2 separate regions of the Mus musculus genome follow, and region 1 is linked to region 2. The links are chromatin contacts, called in public HiChIP or PLAC-seq maps. All regions are on one chromosome and are shown on one strand. The core of a region is the stretch at or near the end of the contact, and the rest is flanking DNA. Distances in the headings are between cores, read along the strand shown. Region 1 has its middle 8.1 kb from the start of Sphk1. Region 2 has its middle 32 kb from the start of Mfsd11.

The links. HiChIP or PLAC-seq counts read pairs in DNA pulled down with a chosen protein or histone mark.
Region 1: an HNF4G HiChIP or PLAC-seq map of pancreatic cancer cells shows a contact between it and region 2. The contact joins two enhancer-like sites. A contact is called at or near these places in 1 of 115 datasets of contacts at active chromatin or transcription factors (pancreatic cancer cells) and 1 of 9 other capture datasets (embryonic stem cells).

The regions. Positions count from the first base shown.
Region 1 is chr11:116,521,428-116,527,354 of GRCm38.p6, reverse strand. No RefSeq gene overlaps it. Among named protein-coding and RNA genes, the nearest start is that of Sphk1, 8.1 kb to the left of the region's middle. Within about 2 kb of position 3,419, at least 83 of the 459 cell types and tissues checked have an H3K27ac peak or open chromatin away from gene starts, as enhancers often do. A contact at or near this core is called in pancreatic cancer cells, where this site is marked.
Region 2 is chr11:116,883,225-116,889,107 of GRCm38.p6, reverse strand. No RefSeq gene overlaps it. Among named protein-coding and RNA genes, the nearest start is that of Mfsd11, 32 kb to the right of the region's middle. Within about 2 kb of position 3,152, at least 85 of the 459 cell types and tissues checked have an H3K27ac peak or open chromatin away from gene starts, as enhancers often do. A contact at or near this core is called in pancreatic cancer cells, where this site is marked.

The DNA.
Region 1 (5,927 bases), core at 2,170-4,669, 360 kb after region 2:
TCTTGCTTGTATCTGTGGACCGCCAGGCTCCCTCTCTATTTTGGTTCCTTGACCTTCAGATCCTGGCTTTGACCTTGGTTTATGGCATCTTCAGCTTCCCGAGCAGATGGGTTTGTTCCCAGTGCCTGGGGGAGCAAAGCTGGGTGAGTTTCGGGTGTTTCATTATGTGTCTTCACTTCCGATCAGACTTCTCACAAATTCATCCTCACTGTTCTGGAAGCCAAAGCCCGGGGTGGACTGGGTCTGGGCCACTTGGCCTTTTAGCTTTTAGAAATCACCTGCATTCCTTGGTCTGAGGACCCTTCATGTCCAAAGCCACCAATCAATGCATCTTCAGATTTGATTTCAATAGTCATGGCTCCCCCTTCCTTATTCCTCTGGTAAGATCCCTGAGAACATTGGCACCAGCCAGGTGCCCCTAGATACGTTTCTATCTCTAGGATCTTCCTCCTTTTTCTCCTCCTCCTCCTCCTCCTCCTCCTCCTCCTCCTCCTCCTCCTTTCCCTTCTCTTCCTTCTCTTTCTTCTCTTCTTTCTTTTTCTCTTCCTCCTTCTCCTCTTCCTCCTTCTCCTCCTCCTTCTTCTCCTCCTCCTCTTCTTCTTCTTTCTTCTCTTCCTCCTCTTCCTTCTCCTTCTCTTCTATCCCAAATTGGTCTCAAGGATGTCCCTGAATTCTTGATGTTCCTGAATCCATCCACTCTCCTCAAGCACTGGGGCACAGGCATGTGCCATCACACCCAGTTTCTAGGATATTAGGGATAAAACAAAGGGCTTCTTTCGTGCTAGGTAAGGACTCTACCAACTCAACTCCATCCTCAGACTTGTTGTTGTTGTTTTGAGACAGGGTCACATTATGTATCTCTATCTGTCTTAGAGCTTGCTGTGTAGACCAGACAGGCCTTGAACTCACTCACAGAGATACTCTTACTTCTACATCCCAAGCGCTGATCTTCACTTTGTTGAGAGAAGCATGGCAGAGAAATTCTCCTGGCATCCTTGCTGGTCTTGGTTACTCCTGCTGACTTGTGCCGATTCGGCAGAGGCCTGGCTATTTCTTCTGGGTCATGCCAATGCTGCTGATTCCTGTTTGCTATCTTGACATTACTAAACTGGACCACTGGTATCCTGACAATTGGAGATTGAAATCGCTGCAGAGAACCATTTCTAAACAGGTCCACTTCCGCCGAATCCTAGTAACCTTCCTTTTCCACTGCTTCAGGTGGGTGGTGGGCTAGAGGGGACGCTGAAGCATTTAAAAACCATCATGAAAAGTAGGTTTTGAAAAAAATCAAAGCAACAAGGGCTCCTTCCAATCTGTTCGCCCGTTCACAAGTGTCTGACTAGGGCTACCAAGGGCTCCTTAGTGAGAGCCGTCCACAGTCATCTCCCCTTGTCTCAGACCTCCAGCACTTACTGATGGGAGGAGCATCCCATTTGGATGGGAGCATCCCATACTGATGGCAGCATGCCATACTGATGGGAGGAGCATCTCATACTGATGGGAGTATCCCATACTGATGGCAGCATGCCATACTGATGGGAGGAGCATCCCATACTGACGGGAGCATCCCATACTGATGGCAGCATACCATACTGATGGGAGGAGCATCTCATATTGATGGGGGCATCCCATACTGATAGGAGCATCCCATATGGATGGGAGCATCCCATACTGATGGCAGCATGCCATACTGATAGGAGGACCATCTCATACTGATGGGAATATCCTATACTGATGGGAGCATCCCATACTGATGGGAGGAGCATCTCATACTGATGGGAGCATCCCATACTGATGGGAGGAGCATCTCATACTGATGGGAGCATCCCATACTGATAGGAGCATCCCATATGGATGGGAGCATCCCATACTGATGGCAGCATGCCATACTGATAGGAGGAGCATCTCATACTGATGGGAGTATCCTATACTGATAGGAGCATCCCATATGGATGGGAGCATCCCATACTGATGGCAGCATGCCATACTGATAGGAGGAGCATCGCATACTGACGGGAGTATCCCAAACTGATGGCAGCATACCATACTGATGGGAGGAGCATCCCATATGGATGGGAGCATCCCATAATAATGAGAGCATCCCATGGGGACTCAGATCTGTGCTGCTGACTGTGACACTTAAGCAGGTGTGAACCTTACAATCCAGTCTCCACAAGTCAGCCAGCCTGAGCTCTACATATCAGAACTCATCAGACCTTCCCAGGTTGCCCTCCCCAATAAATCTGTGCTTTTCCATTGCTTTAGGAATAAAAACTAACTTTCCTATAGAAAAAGCAACAATTTGCCTTTACTCTCAGGCCAAAATCTATATAGATTTCTGTAACCGCAAGGGGGTGGGGCTCTCTATTCTCCGGTGAGTAATTAGTTCTGTAAGAGACACCCACTCTGTGTCTTTTTTTCCTCCTCTTCCTCTTTCTCCTCCTCTTCTTTGAGGAGTGGGGAGGAGGGCGGGTCAAGAGTGGCCTGTGTAAACCGGGCGTGGTGATGCTGGCCTGTAATTCCAGCACTCAGGAGGCAGAGGCAGGCGGATTTCTGAGTTCAAAGTCAGCCTGGTCTACAAAGCGAGTTTCAGGACAGCCAGGGCTATACAGAGAAACCCTGTCTCGGAAAAAAAAAAAAAAAGTGGCCTGTGTAACTGAGAAGGATCTAGAACTCTGATCCTGCCTCCGTATCCCAAGAGCTGCGATTACAGGCTAAAGACTGACTCCAGGACTGGGAGTGTCCCAAGCAAACACTCTAGATTCCCATCTCATCTGCAAGGTCCCTTCTGCACATAATGTAATATGTTCATTCACAGGCGCCAGAGACAGAGGGGAGGCCACTGTTTTGCTAACCACAGAGGGAAATAATGTCAATCTGTCCTCACTTGGCTCTGGAACCTCCTTTCCCAACTTCCCGTCTCTGGTTTTACCCCCAGGATTTTGCTTTTCCACAAAAGCACTTAGATCGAGTGGGGCTGGAGTCAGGCTTGCTGGGACTGAGGCATGAACCTATAGACTGTATCTTAGACTCATCTAGAGCCTAGAGAAAAATTAGTTTCCATTTCTGAAAATTACCTAAGAGGAAGAATCTAGCATCGTTGCTAAATGTAGTACTGACAGGCTTGCAAAACCCCATCCTTTCGCCTATGGAAGGGATTGGAAGCAGCCCAGCCCGTCCATTCTCAGCCTGGCACAATTTCCTGATACTGCTTTGCAGAAAGAGCTCACCCATGGGCACTGTCCTCTCCTTTCCCTCCCCAGACACCAATGGAACTCTGTAGCTTTGCCACCTCCGGTCATGTGATCTGGAAGCCCAGTTGCTTTTATTCTTCTGTGACAAGGCTGGGCCAGGCTAACCAGCCACAGACATTGGAAAGAGTCGCTCAGTGGAAACATTTCTTAGGCTCCCTCTGACATCATCTTCCATTTGGGCCTGCAGTGGGCTGTGGCCTGGCCTTTGCCCAGCCCCACATCCTGAATCCTAGCAGGATGGATATTTCCTGGTTTGCTCAGGAATCCTAGTCTGACGACTTTACCTCCTGAGCAAGAGAAGCTATGCCAAACCAACAGATTTGGCAGGTCCTAGAAAGAGGAGGGGCTGCAGGAAGCAGGATCAGCGCCCCTGCAGTCAGGGACTAGGAAGCAGGGATCCCTCTGCATCCCAGGAACCCAGTGTAGAGATTGGGCTCCGAGAGGATGGGTGTGCGCGTGGTTTTCCCCGTGCTTTTTGGTTTTGAAGTGTTTTCTACTTTCACAGGCCTCAGAATGTGTGTCCTTGGGTGTTACCCAAAGCAAACAGACAGACAGTGGGTTAGCTCTGGCCCCCAGCCAAACAGTGACTTCGTGCTTCGTGATCTGGGGCCATGTTCACTTACCTGATGGGGTCCCTCCACAAGCACAGGAGACTTTGGGAATGCTGCCCTTAGGGGCGTACATTTCTTTTGTACAAATGCACACCTATTGGGCTGCCACAGTTGTAGCCAAATTATTGAGGGCCAGGGGCAATAGAGGGAGAGGGAGGCAGATGCCCTGATTCATCAAGCTGGAAAAGATACCACAAAGCCAGGAGCGAGGCTTGCCTGCTCCTCTCTCTCATTATCCACATCCCAAAAATAGAACTTCCCCTTCCCTGGAGGCTCGGTTCCTGAAGGTCAAAGCCTTGAATTCTTTGCAGACACGAGCCTAGTAATTTAAGTAATGATTTCACGGGGTGCACTGGACAGCTGGGGCTTTGGACAAGGGCTTTGTCCCACGCAGGCTGGATGAAGAGGCTTCATACAGCAGAGCATGACGCTGCTCCCATGAGTTGGGAAAGTCAGTTTCCAGAAGTGGCATGTCCCTCCTTCCCTCCTTCCCTCCGCTCAGTGCCCTGAAGTCCTGACCACAGCTATGTGACCGCATCTGAACATGAGTTGAGATGTCGTTTCTCCTTCAAGGCACTGTCAGATGATCCCAGCTGCTTCCTCTCCCGGTTCAGTCAGAATGGAGTGTGGTCACCAAGGGATCGATCGATCACCTGCCTAGGTGCTGGAGAGCTTGGCCTTCTTCCTGCTTTTTCTTTTCTCTTCTCTTCTTTTCTCTTCTTCCTTTGTTCTTCTTTCTTTGGTTTTCTTTCTTTTTGTTTCTCCCTCCTTTAAAATCATTATTACTTTTTACTTTTTTTTTTTTTAAGACAAGTCCACATATAGCCCAGGATGACCTTGAATTCCTGAACCACCTCTGCCTTTCCCTCCTTCTGCTAGGATCCCAGCATGTGACCCAACAGCTCGCCCCAGTCTTATCGTGTGTGTGTGTGTGTGTGTGTGTGTGTGTGTGTGTGTACACGTGAGTGTCCATGTGCGTGTGTGTGGTATGCATAGGATGTCTATGGCTAGATGTGGTCTTGAGGCAATGAGCCAGTGGGTGACATCTTATTTTTTGAGACAGGGTCCACCCCTGATCCTAAAACTCACTATTTTTGATTAAAGTGGCTGGCCAGTGAGTGCCCAGCCAGGCCCCATCCTCCTGGCTCTGGGGTTATGGGCAGGCATGCCGGCATGCCGCCACACCCAGCCTTTCTGTGGTATCCAAACTCAGGTGCTTGTGTTTGCAAAGCAAGCGCTTTACCCACTGAGTCATCTCTCTAGCCCTTTGTTTTGAGGCAAGTTATAATGGAGAACAGCCTGGTCTTAAACTCACTGGGTAGCCAAGAGGGACTTAGAATTCCTTACCTTCCTACCTCTACCTCCCTAGTGCTGGGGGCCAGGAATGTTCTACCACAACCAACTAGACTATTTATTTATTTATTTTATTGTTTGTTTGTTTAGAAAGGGTTCCGCTAAGTAGCCTTGGCTTGCCAGAACTCACTATGTAAACCAGACTGACCTCAAACTCATAGAAATCTGCCTGGCTGTGTCTCCAGAGTGCTAAGATTAAAGACGTGTGACATCATACCTAGCTGGGATTTTGATTTTTGCTGTCTCTTATTTTGAAGCTTGTAGATTAATTGGTTAACAACATTTCTTTAAAATAAAAAAAAAAAAATGAGTTCCCCCTCCCCCATGCTGGGGATTGATCTCTTAGTGAGCACTGGGTAAGCACTCTACCACTGGGAATAAAATATGGATATTTTAAATATATATATAAAATGTATAGGGCTGGTGAGATGGCTCAGCAGGTAAGAGCACCGACTGCTCTTCCGAAGGTGAAAGTCATTAGTTCAAATCCCAGCAACCATATACGGTGGCTCACAACCATCTATAATAAGATCTGACGCCCTTTTCTGGAGTGTCTGAAGACAGCTACAGTGTACTTACATATAATAAATAAATAAATAAATAAATAAATAAATAAATAAATAAATCTTTTTTAAAAAAAATGTAAAGGGTGCTCTGAAAAGCAGAGGAGCTCAGAGGCGGTGCCAATTGTCAACTCGACAAAATCTAG
Region 2 (5,883 bases), core at 1,903-4,402:
TGGGTGGAGTTCTAGGAAGAGCCTTCAGTCTGCTTTAGGGGCTTATAAAGTGAGCAGGTGCCGGAGGGGGAGAGTATAGGTGTGTGGGAGGGCTGCGGCCAAGAGAAGACACTCAATACGTGTCCCTGGTGACAGTGGCCTAGATTACCACCTACTCTGGAGGCTGAGACAGGAGGATTTAAGAGTCCAACGTCAGCCTCAGCAACTTCATCTCAAAATTTAAAACCTGGCGAAGGGTCCAGTAGACGGCTCAGCTTGTGTAGACGGCTCAGCAGGTAAGGGTGCTTGTGTAGACGGCTGGGCAGGTAAGGGTGCTTGTGTAGACGGCTCGGCAGGTGAAGGTGCTTGTGTAGCCGGCTCGGCAGGTGAGGGTGTTTGTGTAGACGGCTCGGCAGGTGAGGGTGCTTGTCAAGCCTGATGACCTGCATTTACCCCGACTAACGCTGTCCTCTCTGCTCCCAGATGTGCACCGTGGCACAACACATCTGCCACACACATGCACTAACAATAGATGGCTTGCCTAATATACGTGAAGTCTTGTGTTCCATCTCCAGTAACACACAGAGAATACACATACCTACAGAGAGACACAACCAAAGAGAGACAGACACATACACACATACCTACAGAGTCACAGACAGACAGATACACACACACACACACACCCCTACAAAGAGACACATACAAACAGACACACACACACCTACAGAGAGACACACATACATACATACATACATACATACAAACACACACACCCCTACAGAGAGACACAGACAGATAAACAGACACACAGACACAGACACACACACACACACACACACACACACACACAGTACAAAGGGGCCCAGAAGTGGATACAGCTAAGAAACTCAAGCTGCACCCCAGTACATACCTGCTTTCCCCTGTACTATATCAATAAGAAACCCCTCCCATAAAAAACCCATGCTCACATTGCAGAACCTGTGATGAGATGTCATTTGCAGAAAGGTTATTTTGCACACATAAAAGTCTGACCACGTTGGGCGTGGTGGCACACACCTTTAATCCCTGCACTTGGGAGGCAGAGGCAGGAGAATTTCTGAGTTCGAGGTCAGCCTGGTCTACAGAGTGAGTTCCAGGACAGCCAAGGTACACAGAGAAACCCTGTCTCAGAAAAACAAACAATCAAACAAAAAGTCTGACCAAGCCTGCCTGACTCTTCCACCCATGGCTGATGACAAATGGCAGGAGAGGGGTCTCTGGCTCATCCTGCAGCGAGAGGCACACATGCAGAAGACCTTGAAGCTGTGCCAAGCCAGAGGCTGGTGAACCCAGGACTGTGAGGCAGGCCCACGTGTACTGACCGCTCAGGGTACAGGGAGCCTGCGGAGGGGACGGAAAATCCTGTGGAGGCAGGAGGAGGAGAGGCTGAGTCAGGTGAGAATGAGAAAAGGGTGAGTTGAGTGTCGCTGTGACACTTGCAGTTCAAATCTTGAAAACTGAGTATTTTCTTCACATCTATAAAACTGATGCCAATGAACAGTAAGAATCCACTAGATCCAAGCAGTATGAACAACACAGAGGTTCGGACCTGGCCTTGGCAGCAGTCCTGCATCCCCTCAGAGAAGCCTGAACCTCCACGTATCGCCCCTTGTATGTAAAGTCGCTTTTCTTTACCCTGGATGTCACTGGGGGGAGGGGGAATTGAGGTCATGAAACCAGAAATGCACCCATCCCAGGAAGGCCCTGAATGAGCCTCCTAAGCCCTCCTCCCTCCCCCTTTTGCCTCATTCTGACACCGAGGCCCACACCTCAGAGAAGCAAGGCCCCACCCTCTTTCCCCACCTCAGAGCTCCATCTATATCCCCAGCAAGAGCTTGCACCTGCAGAAGCAGGAGATGAACCAGAAAACTCCATCCTGTTCTTTGGTTGGACTCTGCAGATCTAAGGATGGGGGATGAGGGGCAGGGGGCGTGCAGATGCAGAGGTTTGGACCAGATGACACCCCCTCCCCTCCCACTGTTCCTGCCTTGACCCTAGCTCTCCCCATTACTCTCCTGGGGCCCAGAATAGACAGTACTTCCAACTGGGTGGGCACTGGGCAATGGGACCCTCTCAGTGTCCACTCACTGGGCACAGTTTCCTCTGTGCCCATCTCTTTGGTGCCCCGTGGTGGTCTGAGCTCCCTGCAGTGTGGGACACAAGGACTCGGTCACCCAGCCATTTCTCCCAGGTTCTAGCTTGATGAAAGTGACAGTTAAGAACTCTCATCCACAATGACACCTGAGGAGCGACAGGTGGTAACTTGAACCAGAGTTTATCTGTCCCCATTTCAACCACAGTGACAAGGAGAGTATCATTGTGTTTGCAGTTCTGAGCGAGTGTCTACTTTGCTTCTGGACGAGGGCTGAAACCCTGGCTCCTGAGTGTCTCTCTGTCTCTCTGTCTCTGTCTCTCTCTTTCTCTCTGCCTCCCTCTCCCCTCCCCTCCCCCCCCCCCCACGAAGCCAAGGGGATTTTTCTTTGGAAGATGTGGTTCAGGGAGTGGGAGACAGATGAGAGGGTGACCAAAATAACACTATACACACCAATGAAACTCTCAAAGAATAACTTCTGTTTTGAGGAAGGGTCTCACTATGCATTCCTGGATGGCTTAACATTGGCTATGCAGACCAGGCCAACCTTGAACTCACAGATCTGTCATCCTATCTCCCAAGTACTGGAAGTGAAGTTGTGTGCCAACATGCCCAAAAACAACAACAACAACATCCACCTGCCTTTAGACTGTGGGTGTGGCTTAGCGACAGAGTGTTTGTTTAGCATGCATAAGGCCCTGGTTTAACCACTACCTACATAAAACTAAAGCCCAGCCCACACAGAGATGGGAGAGACAGCCACTCATGAGAAAAAAAACCCTTAGACTTGGGAAGACCGGAGCTGCAGTAAACCCATTGTCCCATCTGGGCCCTTGTCAGCCTGAGACAGGTGCTGAGTTTGTTACAGAAGTAGGTGGTAGATCTGGGTAACCAGCTGCACCCCCCTTTTCCCCCCACCCCCACCCCGGTGCTCAAGGGGGAACAGAAACTGCGAAGCAGACAGCTGGCAAGGGATCCAACTCACCTGCAGAGCACCCCTGAGGCCTCCTGTTCCTTAGCAACCTGCTGAAGCCAGCCAAGGGCTTCCGGATTCCCTTTCAGAGGATCAGTCACCTCCCTCCCCTCCCCTTCCCTCCCTCCTCACCTCGCCCCCTCCGTCCCCCCAACCCCCACCCCCGGAGAGGCGGAGAGCAGTAGGATCCCTGTACACGCAGAGGGAGTTCAGGGTGAAGGAACCTAAGTTTCTTTTCAACTGGGTCTGCGCAGAGCCAGAGGATGCCAGGGATCCCCCAGCACCCCCGCGCCCTGCCCCGCACCCCCTGCCCTTCCTCACAACACACACACACAAAGGGAAGGTGTCAGGACAGTCTCCGCTGAACCATTTCACTGGCTCTTCTTTCGGAAAGTCTACCTATAAACTTAGAGATTCACGTCGGGACAACAGAACACATAGGACAGTGACACCTCGGAGACCTAAGCGTGGGAGACTGAAACACAGCAGAGACGTCCCTTAAACCGAGCTATTTACTATGCCGGCTCCACACCTCTTGCATCCCAGATCACGAGTTCAGTCTCGGCCTAGATCCAAAGCTGTAAAAACAGATCGCAAGAGTCGGTTGCCCTCTGCTGGGCATCGTAGGATATGCACCCAGCCTCCGTACCAAGAACTGATTTCTGCACTCTATGAGAGGATTCAAGAGCTGGACAGCTGTGGCTGAGTCTTTCCCCCGAATCATCTGGAATAAATTTGATTTGATTTGGAGTCTATAGCCCAGGCTGGCCTCAAAAACATAGCCAAGGCTGACCTTCGACTCCTGATCGTCCTGCCTCTGACTCCTGAGTGCAGGACTACAATCATGTGCCACAAAGCCCAATTTTTTGTTTTTTGTTTTTGTTTTAATAGCACTGGGGAATGGAAACCGGGGGTCTGAGCATACTAGGCAAGCACTCTACAGCCCAGGTTCGAGACTATCTTGGGTATCTAGACCCATCGACTTGCAGAAGAAAAAAAAAGGGTCTTAAAGTGTATGGAGACCTTATAGAGCAGGCATGTCCACTGCATTTCAAGATACAAGACGGGGCATCCTAGCCATCATAATTCTGGTCTGACCGGAACAGGTCTTTTCTTTCTTTTACGTTTTTGTTTATGGGCTGGAGAGATGGCTCAGCAGATGAGAGGACTGCTCTTCCAGAGAACCAGGGTTTGAGCCCCAACACCACACGGTCACTCGGAATCGTCTGGGATCGTTCTGCGGTATTTGATGAGCTCTTCTGTTCTCTACAGGCACCAGGTATGCATGTGGTGCACAGAAACAAAGCACACATGAAATAAAAATGAACAAATCTAAATATGGGCTGGAGAGATGGCTCAGCAGTTAAGAGCACTTGACTGCTCTTCCAGAGGTCCTGAGTTCAATTCCCTGCAACTGCATCGTGGCTCACATCTATAATGGGATCTGATTGCTTTTTCTGGTATATATAAAGACAGATCACTCATTAAATAAAATACATGTTGCCGGAGAGATGGCTGTGCTATCCAGAGGATCGAGAGGCTCTGCTTTCTTGACTTCTAGAGGCTTCCTGCATTTATTCGTTCATCTTCAAAGCCAGAAGTTTCCCTCCTTCATTCCTCAGGCGCGGCTTTGTCTTTTCTACCCCTCTCTGATCTTTGCAACTGATGTCAATTTTTCTCTGATTCTGACCCACTTTCTCCCTTTCATAAAGATACTAGGAGGGCTAAGCCTGGGGCGGGATGTGGTGGTGGTGGGGAGGCACTGGGCTGGGGCTGGGCTGGGGCTGTGTAGGCAGTTGGGTTTATCCCCAGCACTGTGCAAAAGCAGGCATAGAGGAACAAGCCTAGAGTTTCAGCGCTTGGGAGGTAGAGGCAGGAGGATCGGAAGCTCAGTGTCCTCCAAGAGTACAAAAAGAATTCAAGGCCAGGGGCTGGAGAGATGGCTCAGGGGTTAAGAGCACCGACTGCTCTTCTGAAGGTCACAAGTTCAAATCCCAGCAACCACATGGTGGCTCACAACCATCCGTAATGAGATCTGATGCCCTCTTCTGGTGTGTCTGAAGACAGCTACAGTGTACTTACATATAATAAATAAATAAATCTTAAAAAAAAAAAAAAGAATTCAAGGCCAGCCTGGGTTACCTGAGACCCTGTCTCAAAAACAAAATAAACAAATGTGGTGGTGTATACCTTTAAGCACACAGGGGCGTTCAAGGCCAGCTTGGTCTACAGAGCAAGTTTCAGGCTAGATAGAGGCACAAAGTAAGACCCTATTTAAAAGAAAGAAAGAAAGAAAGAAAGAAAGAAAGAAAGAAAGAAAGAAAGAAAGAAAGAAAGAAAGAAAGAAAGAAACAGAGAGGGCGGGAGCGATGGCTCAGCAGATAAGATTACTTGTTGCTTGCAGAGGGCCTGGGGTTCAGTTCCCAGCACCCGCATGGTGGCTCACAGCTATCTCTAACTCCAATTCCAGGGGATCCAATGCCCTCTTCTGATCTATACGGACAGTGAGCACACTTGGTGTACCTACAGACTCATACACATAAACTAAATGTATTTAATAAAAATAAAATTTCAACCTAGGTGGTGGCGCTGCACACCTTTAATCCCAGCACTTGGGAGGCAGAGGCAGGTAGGATCTCTGTAAGTTTAAGGTCAGCCTGGTCTACAGAGTGAGTTCCAGTCAGCCAAGGCTACAGAGAGAAGGCCTGTCTTAAAAAACACAAACAAATAAATCGAATTTCAAAAAGTTTTTTTTTCTTTTTTTTTTTTTTTAAGATTTATTTATTTATTATATGTA